Regions from separate parts of the Mus musculus genome. Here region 2 is linked to region 1. Evidence: chromatin contacts called from public HiChIP or PLAC-seq data. All regions are on one chromosome and are shown on one strand. The core of a region is the stretch at or near the end of the contact, and the rest is flanking DNA. Distances in the headings are between cores, read along the strand shown. Region 1 overlaps Itgb5 (integrin beta 5). Region 2 overlaps Kalrn (kalirin, RhoGEF kinase).

Evidence for each region. HiChIP or PLAC-seq counts read pairs in DNA pulled down with a chosen protein or histone mark.
Region 2: an H3K27ac HiChIP or PLAC-seq map of extraembryonic endoderm stem cells shows a contact between it and region 1. The contact joins two enhancer-like sites. A contact is called at or near these places in 3 of 39 promoter capture datasets (the 3T3-L1 cell line, hematopoietic stem and progenitor cells and hippocampal neurons), 2 of 15 datasets of contacts at CTCF or cohesin (the NIH/3T3 cell line and large pre-B cells), 3 of 484 Hi-C or Micro-C datasets (B cells, the P5424 cell line and cortical neurons) and 19 of 115 datasets of contacts at active chromatin or transcription factors (CD8 T cells, bone marrow-derived macrophages, craniofacial prominence and 13 more).

What each region holds. Positions count from the first base shown.
Region 1 is chr16:33,841,997-33,849,207 of GRCm38.p6, forward strand. It overlaps Itgb5 (integrin beta 5), which reads left to right. Exons shown (of 15, transcript NM_001145884.1): 2 at 2,990-3,075. Among named protein-coding and RNA genes, the nearest start is that of Itgb5, 16 kb to the left of the region's middle. Within about 2 kb of position 2,280, at least 18 of the 459 cell types and tissues checked have an H3K27ac peak or open chromatin away from gene starts, as enhancers often do. A contact at or near this core is called in bone marrow-derived macrophages and extraembryonic endoderm stem cells, where this site is marked.
Region 2 is chr16:34,107,820-34,114,550 of GRCm38.p6, forward strand. The region is part of intron 34 of Kalrn (kalirin, RhoGEF kinase); the gene reads right to left. Among named protein-coding and RNA genes, the nearest start is that of Gm41448, 8.9 kb to the right of the region's middle. Within about 2 kb of position 4,887, at least 37 of the 459 cell types and tissues checked have an H3K27ac peak or open chromatin away from gene starts, as enhancers often do. A contact at or near this core is called in bone marrow-derived macrophages and extraembryonic endoderm stem cells, where this site is marked.

The DNA of each region.
Region 1 (7,211 bases), core at 1,030-3,529:
TTCTCTTCTCTTTTTTTTTTTTTTTTAAGATTGGAAATCTCCTTTATTATTGAAATTTATTTCTAAGTTATTCGCTTGTGTTTTGATGTTGTATATGGGATTGTTTCTTTCTTTTTCAGATAGCTTGCTGTTAGCATATAGAACTGTACTGATTATTTACAATATTAGTTTATTTTTTATTTGTGTGTGTGTGTGCGTGCATATGCACTCGAGTGCTCATTTGTGCTGCGGTATGTGTGTCTGGAGGTCAAAGGACAACCTTGTGGCATTTGTTTTCTCATTCCTCCATACTGGGATTCCAGAGATTTAATTAGGTCATCAGGCTTGTCTGGCCAGTCCCTTTAACCACTGTTAAATGTTACGTTAAGATACATAATTATTTTTATGATACTTAGTGGAACTTGGGAACACTCTGCTGCTTCCCAGTATTTTCTTCATTCTTTTGGTTTTCCTTTCCTTGCCTTATCTTCCTCCCTCCAGAGCAGAACTTTTGTCAGGCAGGCTGGCATATTCTTGTAACAAAGGCTGGGAACCTCCTTCCTCCGTCCAGTGTGCATGCCCCGTCCTCTGTACAAGGCAGCGGCCAGGGGAACGCGGGTCTTAATTGGATCCTTCTCATTCAGAGAAAAGCTCTGCTCTTGGCCAGAGGCTCTTTTTCTCAGAGGAAGGGAAAGATGGGCATGGGCAGGTTACCAAGGACACCTGTGCTGTTGGCGCAGGTGAGGAGGAAGGAGAGAGAGCCTTAGATTTCATCTCATTTCCACACTAAGACCTCTCCCCCAGCTCAGTGGGGGCTCATCTGGCTTTGAAGTTTCCTTCTAATACTAGCTTCGGATTTTTTGTTTTGTTTTCCGAGACAGGGTTTCTCTGTTTAACCCTGGCTGTCCTGGAACTCACTTTGTAGACCAGGCTGGCCTCAAACTCAGAGATCCGCCTGCCTCTGCCTCCCAAGTGCTCTGATATATATTTTTTTTAATGATCAAAAATGTGTGTTGAATTATTTTATTTTATTTATTTTTAAAAGTTTTTTGGCTTTGTTTTTTAAAAGATTTATTATTATATGTAAGTACACTGTAGCTGTCTTCAGACACCCCAGAAGAGGGCGTCAGATCTCACTATGGATGGTTGTGAGCCACCACGTGGTTGCTGGGAATTAAACTGGGGACCTCAGGAAGAGCAGTCAGTGCTCTTAACGCTGAGCCATCTCTCCAGCCCTAATTTTTTTAAAAAAGATTTTATTTATTTTATGTATATGAATACACTGTAACTGTCTTCAGACACACCAGAAGAGGGCATAGGATCCCATTACAGATGGTTGTGAGCCACTATGTGGTTGCTGAGAATTGAACTGAGGACCTCAGGAAGAAATTCAGTGTTCTTAACCCCTGAGCCATCTCTCCAGCCCATGAATGAATGAATTAATGAATTAATTTTAAAGTTTGTGAGTATTCCTTTATTTGGGGTGGGCTTGCATGCATACACCTTATTTGGAGTGAACCAGGGCTATATATCCCAAGAATTAATTTTTAAAAGTCATTTGTTGCAGGGTGGTGGTGGCTCACTCCTTTAATCCCAGCTCTCTGGAGGCAGAGGCAGGCGGATCTCTGTGAGTTAGAGGTCAGCCTGGGCTACGGAGTGAGTTCCAGGACAACCAAGCTACACAGCGAAACCCTGTCTCAAAAACAAACTCCTTTGAGGCATGGCCCCTCACAGAAGCTGAGGTAGGCTGGTAGTCAGCAAGCCCCAGCCATTTTCTTGTCTCTGCTTCCCCAACAGTGTTGGGGTTACAGCTGTGTGTGGCCTGGCCAGGCTTTTTAGGGATTTGAACTCCTGCTTCCTCTTCCTTCTGAGTCATCCTCACAGCCCCTGAATAACTGTCCCTTCCCTTTCCTACCCTTTTCCTTCCTTCCTTCCTCAATTCCTTCCTCAATTCCTTCCTTCCTTCCTTCCTTCCTTCCTTCCTTCCTTCCTTCCTACCTTCCTTCCTACCTTCCTTTCTCCCTCCCTCCCTCCCTCCCTCCGTTGATAAGGTCTCACTATGTAGCCCTGGCTAACAGGGAACTCACAGAGACCTGCCTGCCTCTAGAGTGCAGGGATAAAGGCACCACCACACCGAGTTTTGGGAAAAGTCTCCCTACATAGCTTAGCCAGTCTGGAAATAAATCCCTGTGTAGCTCAGGGCTGGTCTAGCTCCTGATTCTCCTGCCTCCTCCGAGTGACTACGCCCAGTGCTTTCTTTGTTACCTATTGGACACTGACAGGTTTTCCCTCCTTGGCCTGCTAGTAGATTTGCTGAATCAATGGCTCCCTTTATCTTACCAGTCTCTTGTTTCTCCACTAAGGGTGTGCGCCTGCTGGCCTTCTTTAAATAACTGTAGATTTTGATGAGTTAATATCCAGAGTAATTGGATTTGGGATTTCTTTCTTTTTTCTTTTTTCTCTTTTAACATCTAAATGAAACTGATCTCTTTTTTTACCACCACCCTATTTTTGGGTTCTCTGAGTGTAAGAAGACCTTTTCCATCATAAAGGGGAGCATTTGCTTACTAAAAGGGAAAAGAGAAGCCTCGTTGACCCAGCAGGAGCAGGAGTTGCTAACTAATGCACATGGTTAGCCGAGACTTCAGAGACTGCCTTAGCCCCAGCAAAACCTGAAGTTAGCACTGGGGTTCTTTATAGCCTCAGACCTGTTAAGGGAGTGACTCCCATGCTGGTCCTCACCGGGGCACTCTGAGACTTACTTCATTAGTCATGCTTTTAAATTTAATTTATTATTATTTATTATTATTATTAGGAAGGTCAGGGGAAGGCATCCTGTTCCTTGGAGCTGGTTGCAGGTGGTCGTGGGCTGCCTGATAGGAGTGCTGGGAACCAGGCTCTGGTTCTCTGAGAGAGCAGCAAGCGCTTTGGCTGAGCCCTCATCCCTCCTTCCCTGCCAATGATGTTTATAGCTAGAAACTGACTGATGGATTTTCATCTTGCTTTGAAGGGCTCAACATATGCACTAGTGGAAGTGCCACCTCGTGTGAAGAATGCCTGTTGATCCACCCAAAATGTGCCTGGTGCTCCAAAGAGGTATGTGTACTGGGGTGGGAGAGGGGAGGGGCAGAGTGGGTGGGACAAGAGCCACAGAACTTTCCATCAGAGGCTGATCAGGTGCTGGCTCATTCACCCGGCTCTGACTTGTTCTAGATGTTTGCGTACGAGGTTGTACTGAATAATCACCTCTTTAGCCCATCACCTTACCTCTCCAGGTTTTTCGTTTTGTTGTTGTTGTTTTTTTTGTTTTTAAAATATGAGACAGTCTTACTAAGTTGTCTGGGCTGGCTTTGAATTTGCTCTCTAGCCTAGGCAAGTCTTGAATTTACACTCCTCCTGCGCCTGTATTTCCAGCACCTGTGCTGCTAGGCCAGCCTCAAGGGTTTCTTTTCTGGGTTCTTTCCTTGTTTTGTTTGTGCGTGGTACTGAGGATTGAACCTAAGGTGTTATGCACGTTAGGCAAGCGCTTTAACCCTGCGGGACGTTTTGTCCTCTTTTGACTGAGTTGCTCACAGGGTTAGGGATTGATTCCGGGGGCCTTGATCTACACTGAGCTGCACTCCCAGGCTATACGTTCTGGTCTCTTTGTAGTGTTGAGTGTTAATCCTATTTGGAGAAACCAGACTCTGTTCTCTTTTGTGTGAGAACCAGATAGGACTCAGCTATAGTCTCCTGATCTTTGGCTAAGCATTCTGAGGAAGACAGGAGCTTGTGAAGTGAGTTTCTTGTGTAACAATTCAAAGTAGGCTTGGGCTGGTGGTGTCTGTAAATACCATAAAGGAAAATAATGGCTCTTCCTTTAAAGGAAGTTTAAGAAAAAAAAAAGTTTATTCTGAGTCCCTGTGGCCTGGGAACAAGGATTCCAGTATGTTCTACCCTGGATAAGTTAAAGGAAGTTTTGTAGTTACAGAACAAAAGGAAGTCAGACATATATCTGCTGCTAACATTGGTGAGAGCATCAGCAGGTTCTACTGTAAAGCTGGGGAGTCTCTTTAACAGGTTTTCTTCCTTATGTTCTTCTGTCTGTCTGTCTGTCTGTCTATCTCTCTCTTTTTTTTTTTTCCTTTTTTTCCAGACAGGGTTTCTCTATTTAGCTTTGGCTATCCTGGAACTTGCTCTGTAGACCAGGTTGGCCTCAAACTCACAGAGACCTGCATGCCTCTGTGTATGTGTGTATGTGTGTGTGGGGGTACCAATGTCGGGCTTCTTTTTAAACTTTTAATTAGACAGGAACTCATTGTATAGCTCTGGCTATTCTGGAACTCTCTAGACTAGGCTGACCTGACACTCACAGAGCCAAGTGCTGGAATTAAAAGCATGTGCTACCATGCACGGCCCTTATTTATTTATTTACTTATGTGTATGTATGTAGATTTATTCTTGTGCGTGCAGATGCCAGAACCATCAGACCCTCTGGAGCTGGAGTTACAGGTGGGTGTGAGCTGTTCAACATGGTTCTGGGTCTCTGTGTAGTATGCTTTTACCAGCGAAGCCATCTCTGCAGCTCTATAGAGTTCATCTTTTCCTGTTTTTTGTTTGTTGTTTGTTTGTTTTTCAAGTCAGAGTTTCTTTGTGTAGCTAACTTTGTAGACCCGGGCTGGCCTCGAACTCACAGGGCCTCTGGGCATGCCTACATTAATTGAGTGGAGATGACCCACCCACTGTGGTAGCAACCAGGCCCTGTGTGGCATCCTAGACTGTATAACCTAGGAGGTGAATGACAGCTTGCTTTCATCATACTCTGCTTTCTGATTGGGTGATGGGAGCAGCTACCTGGAGCCTCTGCTGCCTCGACTTCCCCACCATGATGGATGGTACCCTAGAACTTGAAATTGCTTTTATTAGAGTCTTTCATCGCAGCAACAGGAAAACAAAGTGGGGCAGGATCTCTAGCCCAGGCTGGCCTCACTCTGGACGCAGGGGACCATGACTGTGGACTTCCCGTCCTCCTACTCCCCTTTACTGAGCGCTGGGACCACAGGCTGTGCCACCACTCTTGGTTGAGCTGACGCTAGGGGTTGAAACCAGGACCTAGTGGGTATCAGGCGAACAGCCCGCCAGCAGAGCTGCATCCCCAGCCCTGTCTCATGGGTTTTTGATGCTACAGCATTCTTAGTTTTAGGATTGGTGGAACCCAGAGGTCTGCCACACTTAGGGATGCAGTGAGACGCTTATTTGTTTTGAACTTGGATCAAATACTAAGTTATTAGACGCGTTCTCACGACCGGCCAGGAAGAACACCACAGTCCAGAATCTTCTGCGGCAAAAACTTTATTGCTTACATCTTCAGGAGCCAGCGTGCAAGAAGCAAGAGAGCAAGAAGCAAGAGAGAGAGAAAAGCAAGAGAGCGAAAAAGCAAGAGAGAGAGAAAACGAAACCCCGTCCCTCTTAAGGAGCATTCTCCTTCGCCTCGGACGTGTCACTCCTTGATTGGCTGCAGCCCATCGGCCGAGTTGACGTCACGGGGAAGGCAGAGCACAAGTAGTCATAAGATACCCTTGGCACATGCGCAGATTATTTGTTTACCACTTAGAACACAGCTGTCAGCGCCATCTTGTAACGGCGAATGTGGGCGCGGCTCCCAACATCTCCCCCTATCCTTTTAATAAGAGCAAATAGGCCACCCATATTAATGAGAGTGGAGATAGAGGTCAAATCCCCAGTGTGTAGGTAAAGGAGCCATGTACAGGATTAGCTCTTAGGCTTACAGGCTTTTACCCAGAGCAACCCTGACCTGCTCCCGTGTCGTTTTGCCTGGGGGAAGGGAACTAGGACACTGAACCTTCATGAAAGATGACATGTCTCCCTAGAATAGGCTCATATATGCCGCAGAGCCTTTCCATTGCAGTGCTTAGCCTTGCAACTCTCTCGGGCTGCTGAAGCACACTCACTCTATCCCGTGCAATGAGACTAGCCTCGTGGGATATAAGAGCTGAGTGGCCAGCGACCTATTGCCTAAGCATAGATATATCATATATCAGGGGGAGCTCCATGTTCTAGTCCTGCAAGCGCCTGGGCAATAACCACCTTGTCTCTCCTAGTTTAGGCCTTAAGCTTACAGACCAATCAAAGAAGCAACACTAATCCACAGCAAAGTGTATCTCCAAATAATATTAATCCCACCCATTTTTTAAAGAAAGAAAATGCTGAGGAGATCCAATTGGGTAATCCTTTGGTCAGCGACAGGTCCAAGCGCGTGGAGTTGACCTGAAGTCTCAATTCCCGAAGGATCTGTTCAAATTCAGCCATCCAATTCTGTAACATATACTGAAAAAGACTTTTTGACAAATTAGCTGCCCTAGTAAATTTAACATACTGAATGGAAATAACACACAATTCCGGAAACTTTTGTTCACATCCCAGCTGAGTTATTTGTCATAATACATCTAGTTGTATCTGGACAAGATCTATGAGTTGATTAACCAGCATGAGACCTCTCTGTATCTTGACATTAGCTGAGGCCTGTTTATCTATGACTGTAGTCACTGAGGCTGACAAAGTGTTAATGGTGTCAGTCGTCTGGACCTGTCCAGACAGAGCCAAGGCTGTCTGAATCAAGGCTAAACCCAGTTCCTAGTTAGTGGTAAAAAAGCAGGAGAATACTTGAGCATTATACATCACCGTCATTGGGAGTGGAAATGTCGACATTATCCCCCAACGCTGCTCTCTCTTTATTATTGACGCCCTGGACATCACCAAGACGAGGGACATTAGTATTCCCTTGGTCAGTCTGGATTTTTCGGGTGAGTCTTTCTGGTAACCAAAATGGGTTGTCTTCATTCTGTGGGAAAACACAGATAGCTCCCCTGGATCTTATCAAAATAGGATCCGGGCCATACCATTTATTATCAAGGACATTTTTCCATTTAACCATCTCATTGGGCCTATCTGGCTCTGAACAATGACGTTCAGCCGCAGTATGGCCATGAACATCAATATTTAAAAAATTGAGTGTAAAGAGTGCCAAAGACACCGACACTCTTGGTGCTCGGGGTACAGTCTCCTCAAAAGTTCCCTTCTTCTGTTTTATAAGATAGGTTTTGAGGGTGCGATGCGCACGCTCAACAATACCCTGTCCTTGAGGGTTGTATGGAAGTCCAGTCAGGTGGGTCACGTCCATCTGACGGCAGAACTGTTGGAATTTTTGAGACGTATAAGCTGGTCCATTATCA
Region 2 (6,731 bases), core at 3,637-6,136, 270 kb after region 1:
AAGTTTATGTGGTCCGGTCTGATAAATTGTACCTCAAAGTGAAGATATTTGTTCTGTGTTTGGCACAGTTAACGTTAAGTAATTTAGGCTAACTACTTCAGATCACCGCAGGCGCTTATCTAGTTTGGAGACAGAAAACAGACATTCTTTTTAGAATTCCTAGAGGCAATTCAGGAAGGCTGGGGGAGGTAATAAAAATGACCATTTCAGCCCAAACAGCAGAATGAAGGGCTGACTGTTGGAGTAAGAACTCAGATCTGAGCAGCCTGCAGACATCCAGAGTAGAAGGCCGTGAAGTCCTTTGTCAGAGAACACCAGGTCAGAGTCTGTAAACAAGAGTCCAGGCCACATGCAGATTAAGGCTGGGCTACAGAGTTCCCATCCCAAGGATATCAAACAGGACCATCAACCCACGGACACAAATAATCACTTTAAAGAACTCAGGAGTCCTGGGTCTGACGAGCTTTATTTGAAGCATTTAATAGAAGATTTGGGGAGAGACTGCTAGGTTCTTACGCCTTATGAGAGGAGAATTGGGCAATTTGGAGATATTTATTTTATGTATATGGGTGTTTTGCCTGCATGTAAGCACATGTACCGTGTGTGTGCCTGTGGAGTTCAGAAGAGGGTGTCAGATCCTCTGTGAGTGAAGTTCCAGGTGGTTGTGAGCTACCGTGTGTGTGTGTGTGTGTGTGTGTGTGTGTGTGTGTGTGTGTGTGCGCGCGTGTGCGTGCTCGTGCTGGGAACCAGATTTGGGTCCTCTGGAAAGAGCAGTCAGCACTCTTAACTGCTGAGTCATCTCTGCAGGCCCCTAACATCTAACATTTTATATATAACGCACAGCACTTCATTCCAGAAAAGGATTGGAAGTAGACAGTGGACAGGGAGTGAGAAGAGTTGGGTGGGGATGGGAAAGGAGAACTTCCTGGCCTGGGCAGGAAGCAAGAATCTAGATTTGAGGACTAAGTGTAAGGAACTTCCTAGTGTTGGGACTACTCAAGTCTGACAGGTTCCTGGGATTATGAACCCCAGTTTCTGAGGCTTTTCCTGTCATGCCTGGCTCACCTCCTGTCGGGGCCTCTGAAGAAGGGGTCACCTATATTAGGAGAGGGGTGAATCCATCATCTTCTGCAATTCTAGGGTTCCAGAAGCCCAAGGAATCCAAATTTCCCAGGTGAAATTAAACATAATCAAGAGCCATTTGCAGCTTTTATTCTATTTTTTTTGTTTTTTTTTTAATTCTATTTTAAAAAGGGGAAGTTTTAATTCTAACTTATTTTTTATTTTTTTTTCCAAGATGGGGTTTCTCTGTGTAGCCCTGGCTGTCTTGGAACTCACTCTGTTGACCAGGCTGGTCTTGAAATCACAGAGATCTCTCTGCCTCTGCCTCCTGAGTGCTAGGATTAAAGGCGTGCGCCACCACACCCGGATCAATTACAATACTTCTGATTCAATGATTTGTTTCAGGTGCCAATAGCATTGTGGTTTGGGAAAGAATCCCATCCAGTCCTGATGAGCTTGAACTTGCTGTGTAGCCAGGATTGCCCAGGACTTCCGATCTTCCTGCTTCCACCTCCCAAGAGCTTCTGTCACAGTTCGAGCCGCTTCCCCAACAGACTGGGACCAAACCACCTGACTGTTTTTTTACTGCAGGTGTAGTATAAAGGCAGTGTTATCGTGGGGTGAGATCGTATGGGTAGTGCAGGAACCCACTGTCCACTCATGCATCACGCTCCCAAGATTCCATGAGGCAGCGGACTCTAAATTCACATATAACTTGTACAAATAAAGAGGGACTGGAGGACAGCTAGCTGCAGTTTGTAACCAGTTGCTTCATGTCCCAAAGGAATTGTTTTTAGACTATCCTTTATGCCTTTTTAGTTTCTTATGGTTTTAGGTATGGCAGAGTAATATGAAACCCAAGGTTATTATACCAAAAAGTGTGTGTGTGTGTGTGTGTGTGTGTGTGTGAGATCAGGCCTTTAGAGGGTGCCCTGGTCTGTGAGGGACCATCTCACATTAGGCTAATGGAGGTGGGAAGACTGCCCTAACTGTGGACAACTATTTCATTGCTGGGGCTCTGGACTAAGGCAAAGGCCAGAACCATTAACTCTCTGGATTGGATACCAACAAGACCAGGAGAGAGATCCTCAACTTTTGGGGGTTTGGCATCTGGGATTTCAGTGGTGGAATGTGCTGTCTGTTGGGCAGACTGCAACAGCTTCAAGGCTAGGGTGGCCCCTGTCAGAGGCAGATAAGTTCTGCCCCAAGACTTCATAGTAGATCAAGTTCCCAGTTAATACTGATGTCAGCTGGACAGGCTGTAGAATCAGCAAGAAAACCAGCCTCTGGTGCTGTCTGTGGGACCATCTCACATTAGGTAATGGAGGGGGGAAACCGCCCTAACAGTGGACAACGCTATTTGATGAGCTGGGTCCTGCACTCAAAAGAAAGGGAGAGCTAGCTGAGTACCAGCATATACCTTCTTCACTTCTGGACCACAGGTACAGTGTAAACAGTGGCCTCTGGTCCCTGCTACCCTGACTTCCCCACATGACAGACAAACACACAGGACACAATCTATCTCTGCTTGCTTCCCTTTTTTGGGGTGGGGGGAGAATTTAATGTCAGAAGTGAGAGGGGGAGTCGGAAACGTATGCTGCAGTGTGTTTTATTTTGTCGTTTGGAGGCAGGACCCTGCTCTCTAGCCCAGGCTAGCCTCAGTGATCTTCCTGCCTTTGTCTCTCGAGTGCCAGGGTTACCAGCCTGAGCTGCCATGTCTGGCTGGTGTGGCCTTTGTGGTGGGGCCAGTGCTGTCTAAATCCTCATCCAAGTACTGTTCAACTCAGGGAGCCGCAGATGGAAGCCCACTAAAGTTAAAGAGCTCACTAAATTCTGATGCCTTCAGCCTTGGGAGGATGCTGAGCCGAAGGGAAGGCCAGGCCCTGAGGGCACCATCTGGGAGCTAAGCAGCCAGGGCAAGTCACCTAGTCTATAAAACGAGCAAAATATAATTTATTGCTATGAAAGCTTTAGCCCTAAAACTGGTCCAGAGGAACTCAACAAAGTGAAGGTGGTGCTGTTTTTAAGTGGATGAAGATTTACACCGCGATGTCAATTCTCACAGCCTTGTTCTCTGTCCCCAGGCCACTGGCAGTATTTACCCACAGCCTGGGTGAGTGTCCCTGAGGTCAGCTAGGTTATGACAGTGGAAACTGTCAGGTAAGTCCAAGAGACAGAATTGCCTGTATCCAGCCAGGGCCACCTGGGCTGCTGCCCTTTGCTCCAGCTCCCTGAACACCCAAGTGTATTTTATGACACTTCTTCAGAATTCCAGACTTAGCTGGAAGAAGGCACCCAGGGACAGAAAAAAACCACACACACACACACACACACACACACACACCATGTATCATGGTAGAGAGGGACCTAGATGGGGTTTTGCAGCCTGGGCCCAAGAATCCAGGGCTAACTAAATCTTCATTGTTTGTAAGCACACACCCCTATGCCATAAGGCACGTTGACTTTAAACGGTGTTTAACCTTAGGAGAATCGTGCATTCAGCGTGTTGGCCAACCAAAGGGCTCCAGAAGGGAAACTGAAACTGCACCCACTGAACAGTTAACTGCCCATCACTTCCTTCCCTGTCCCTGGAAATCACCATGCTGCCTCTTGCCTATGTAAAGTTGACTATTCAAAGTAGCCATGTAAGTGAAATAATAGACTACTGGTCTCCGTGACTGGGTCCTTTTACTTAGCATAATGTTCCCAAGGTCTGTGCATGATGGAAGCTGGTGTCAGATTTTCCTCCTTTTTAAGGCTGAATAATGTTCATTGTTCGCAGGCCATACTTTGTGTGTTCTTTTGTCCATGGGCACCTGTAGCTGCTATGCTATGAGCAATGTTATGAACATGAGTGTGTAGATATGTTTGTGTCTCTGCTTTCAATTGATTTCAAAATGCTTCCAGAAGTGGGATTACTGGGTCATAAATTATATATATATATACACACACACATATACATATATACACACACATACACATATACATGTATATATGCACACACACACACATATATATACATATATATATAATTTACATACACATATTGGGACTTCCTACAGTGTTTTCCATAGCTATGGTAACATTTTATATCTCACCCAGCCATCCAGCCACATTACAACTTCTTTTACATCTTTACAGACACTTGCTATTTTCTGAGGTGTGTCCATAACTAAGAGCTATTTTATTAGATCTAAGTGCATCCCATTACAGCATTGATTTACATTTCCCTGGTGAGCAGAGATGCTGACTCTCTTCAGTGCACTGGTACCTGTGGGTCTTCTCTGGCGAAGCATCTATCAAGCTCTTTGCCCATGTGTTAGTCCAACTGCTTTGCCCTTCCTTGCTAAATTCTCTGTCTTGATAAACCCCGATGGGACGCCACACTGCATTCTGTCACAGTTTTCATGGCTTGGGGTGCTAAGCCCATAGCCCACAGAGCATCAGAATCATCAAGGGGCTTGAAATATTGAGGCACATGCCTGAATTTTGGTCTACGGCAGAGTGTGTTACTAAAAAAACGAAACAAAACCCCTCCAGATTTCAGGAGTTGGAAATCACAATAGTCTTTGTCTTTTGTGGGGTGTTGCCCACAACTACCTGCTGCTGAGACAGTGAGAGGAAGCTGTGGAGAGAAGATTAGATCTCAGAAGGCCCAACTCCAGCGAGGATCCTGAGAGACCAGGGCGAGGAAAGGAATGTCAAAGGCAGGCCCGCCCCAACTCTGTTACAAAGTCTGGATTTTTCTTGACAATCCCGTGAGTCAACACCATTGCCTGTCTTGGAACAGCCCCCTCCTGCCCTAGAGGAGGCCCGGGAAAGGAGGGGCAGAAGAACCCTAGAGCCATCTAGAGGCCTGCAGGCTAAGTGTGCAGAGAGTGAGGTGTGGGGTGGGAGCTCCTTCTGCCTGGCTCCTTGTGGCTTGGGAGAGGTACAGTGCCTTCCTGTGGCCCAGACTCTCTTTGGAAGATGGAAGCCTGGGCTAGTGCAGAGGTTCTCAACCCAGGCTGAACCTAACATTCACTTCTCATGCCTCAGACAGGGATTCTGGCTCCAGCCAGTTCTGGGTGCTGTTCTGGAAGGCTCGTGCGACTTTAATGGACACACTGGTTGAAGACCTGTTCTAGGTGCCCTGAGTTCCCTTCCTGATGTGTAGTCCTTATGCTCCTGTTTCTGGCCCAGTTATCCATAGAGCATTTAGCGTATCATAGATAGTCCTGGGACCTCACACAGCCTGTAAGGTATCGACTTGTGCCAACCCACAAAATCTAGCAGGGCTAGTTCCTTTTTCCTGGGAACTGAAGAAGAAATCAATTCTGACCTCCACATTCCCAGTTTGAGGCTGTCCTCTCCTATTCCACAAAGCCCGGGGAACGCATTCAGGGTAATTTCTACTGTGGCGTGCCTACTGAATAAAATCAACAGCTGGCAGAAGAAAGCGCCAGGTTGCTAGTAGGTGGCCAGGCTGGGAGGCAAGCAGAATCAGCTCACTGGGTCTCTGTTGCTTCCAAACGTGGTCTTTTATTCCGGGTATGAGGGTGCCTATAGCATCCTGTGTCCTGACGGTGGGGGGCAGAGCGCTACAGTGCTCATGTCTATATTCACACCCCCAACCCCACCCCGTCTCACTGTTGCTCAGGCAGCCCAGAACTTGTGGCAAGCTTCCTGTCTCAACCTCCTAGGAGCTGGGAGTATAGGTGTAAGCTACCATGCTTGGCCTGACACCCTATTTTCTAGCTCAGCTGGAATGGGAGTGGCTTCACACACTGCTGCTTTGCAGGCCCAGCCGGCCTATGCTTGGAAAGAGAGGCCAACCTGCAACTAAAGAGCCAATGCAGACTGGTGGTCACTTTTGGAAGCCATTCTGGTTGGTTCAGTTAGCTAGAAAGTCCTGCAACTGCTTGCCTCCCTCCTTTCTTCTCCCTTTCCCACCCTGGTCCTCAGCTCTCATTGGGTCCTATCTCTACAGCTTCCCCTAGTCTGTCCCATGGGAGTTTCACCCTGAATGCCTCTCACTAGCCTCTGATTCTCCATCCTTGGTTTGATGCTAACCACCTGCACACGTAGTGAGCCCATCTTCTCGGAGGGTGTGCACATATCATTCAGTCACAGGCTGGAAAGGGGGTGCGGGCTCCTCAGGGAAAAGAACCCATACCTGGGATCTATGAAAGCTATCTTTCTCTCCTTTACTGGCTGCACTCTAAGGTCTGGGTTTGTGGAAGTTTGTAGGCACTTACTTTGCTGGACAACAAAGGTTCGGGGTAAGTCCCAGGACTGGGGAGTGTTGAGTGTGCTTTGTGTGTGCAAGCTCTGGAGAGAGAGAGAGAGAGAGAGAGAGAGAGCCATTTTTCCTCACCTAACTCAAAACAGAGGCGCACTCTAATCCTGATTTTAGTCTTCCTTTACACTAAGGATGTCAGAGGGCATTGGTGGACATTGGTGGGCATTGGTTTCTTCAAAGGAACTTGTAATTACAAATTCTATACAGCTTCTCCATAGTGTCCCCAAGGTCCTCAAAGGAAAGAGGGGAGGAAGAAGATAGTGGCTCAACTAAGGGTGGGGTGTAGCTGTGTGTGTGTGTAGGAGGAATCAAGGTTTTTTTTTTTCCTCACTAAACTTGTTTTAATGGTCTCAAAATTCTGTGACAGATTTTTGGTTGTTTCCATTAA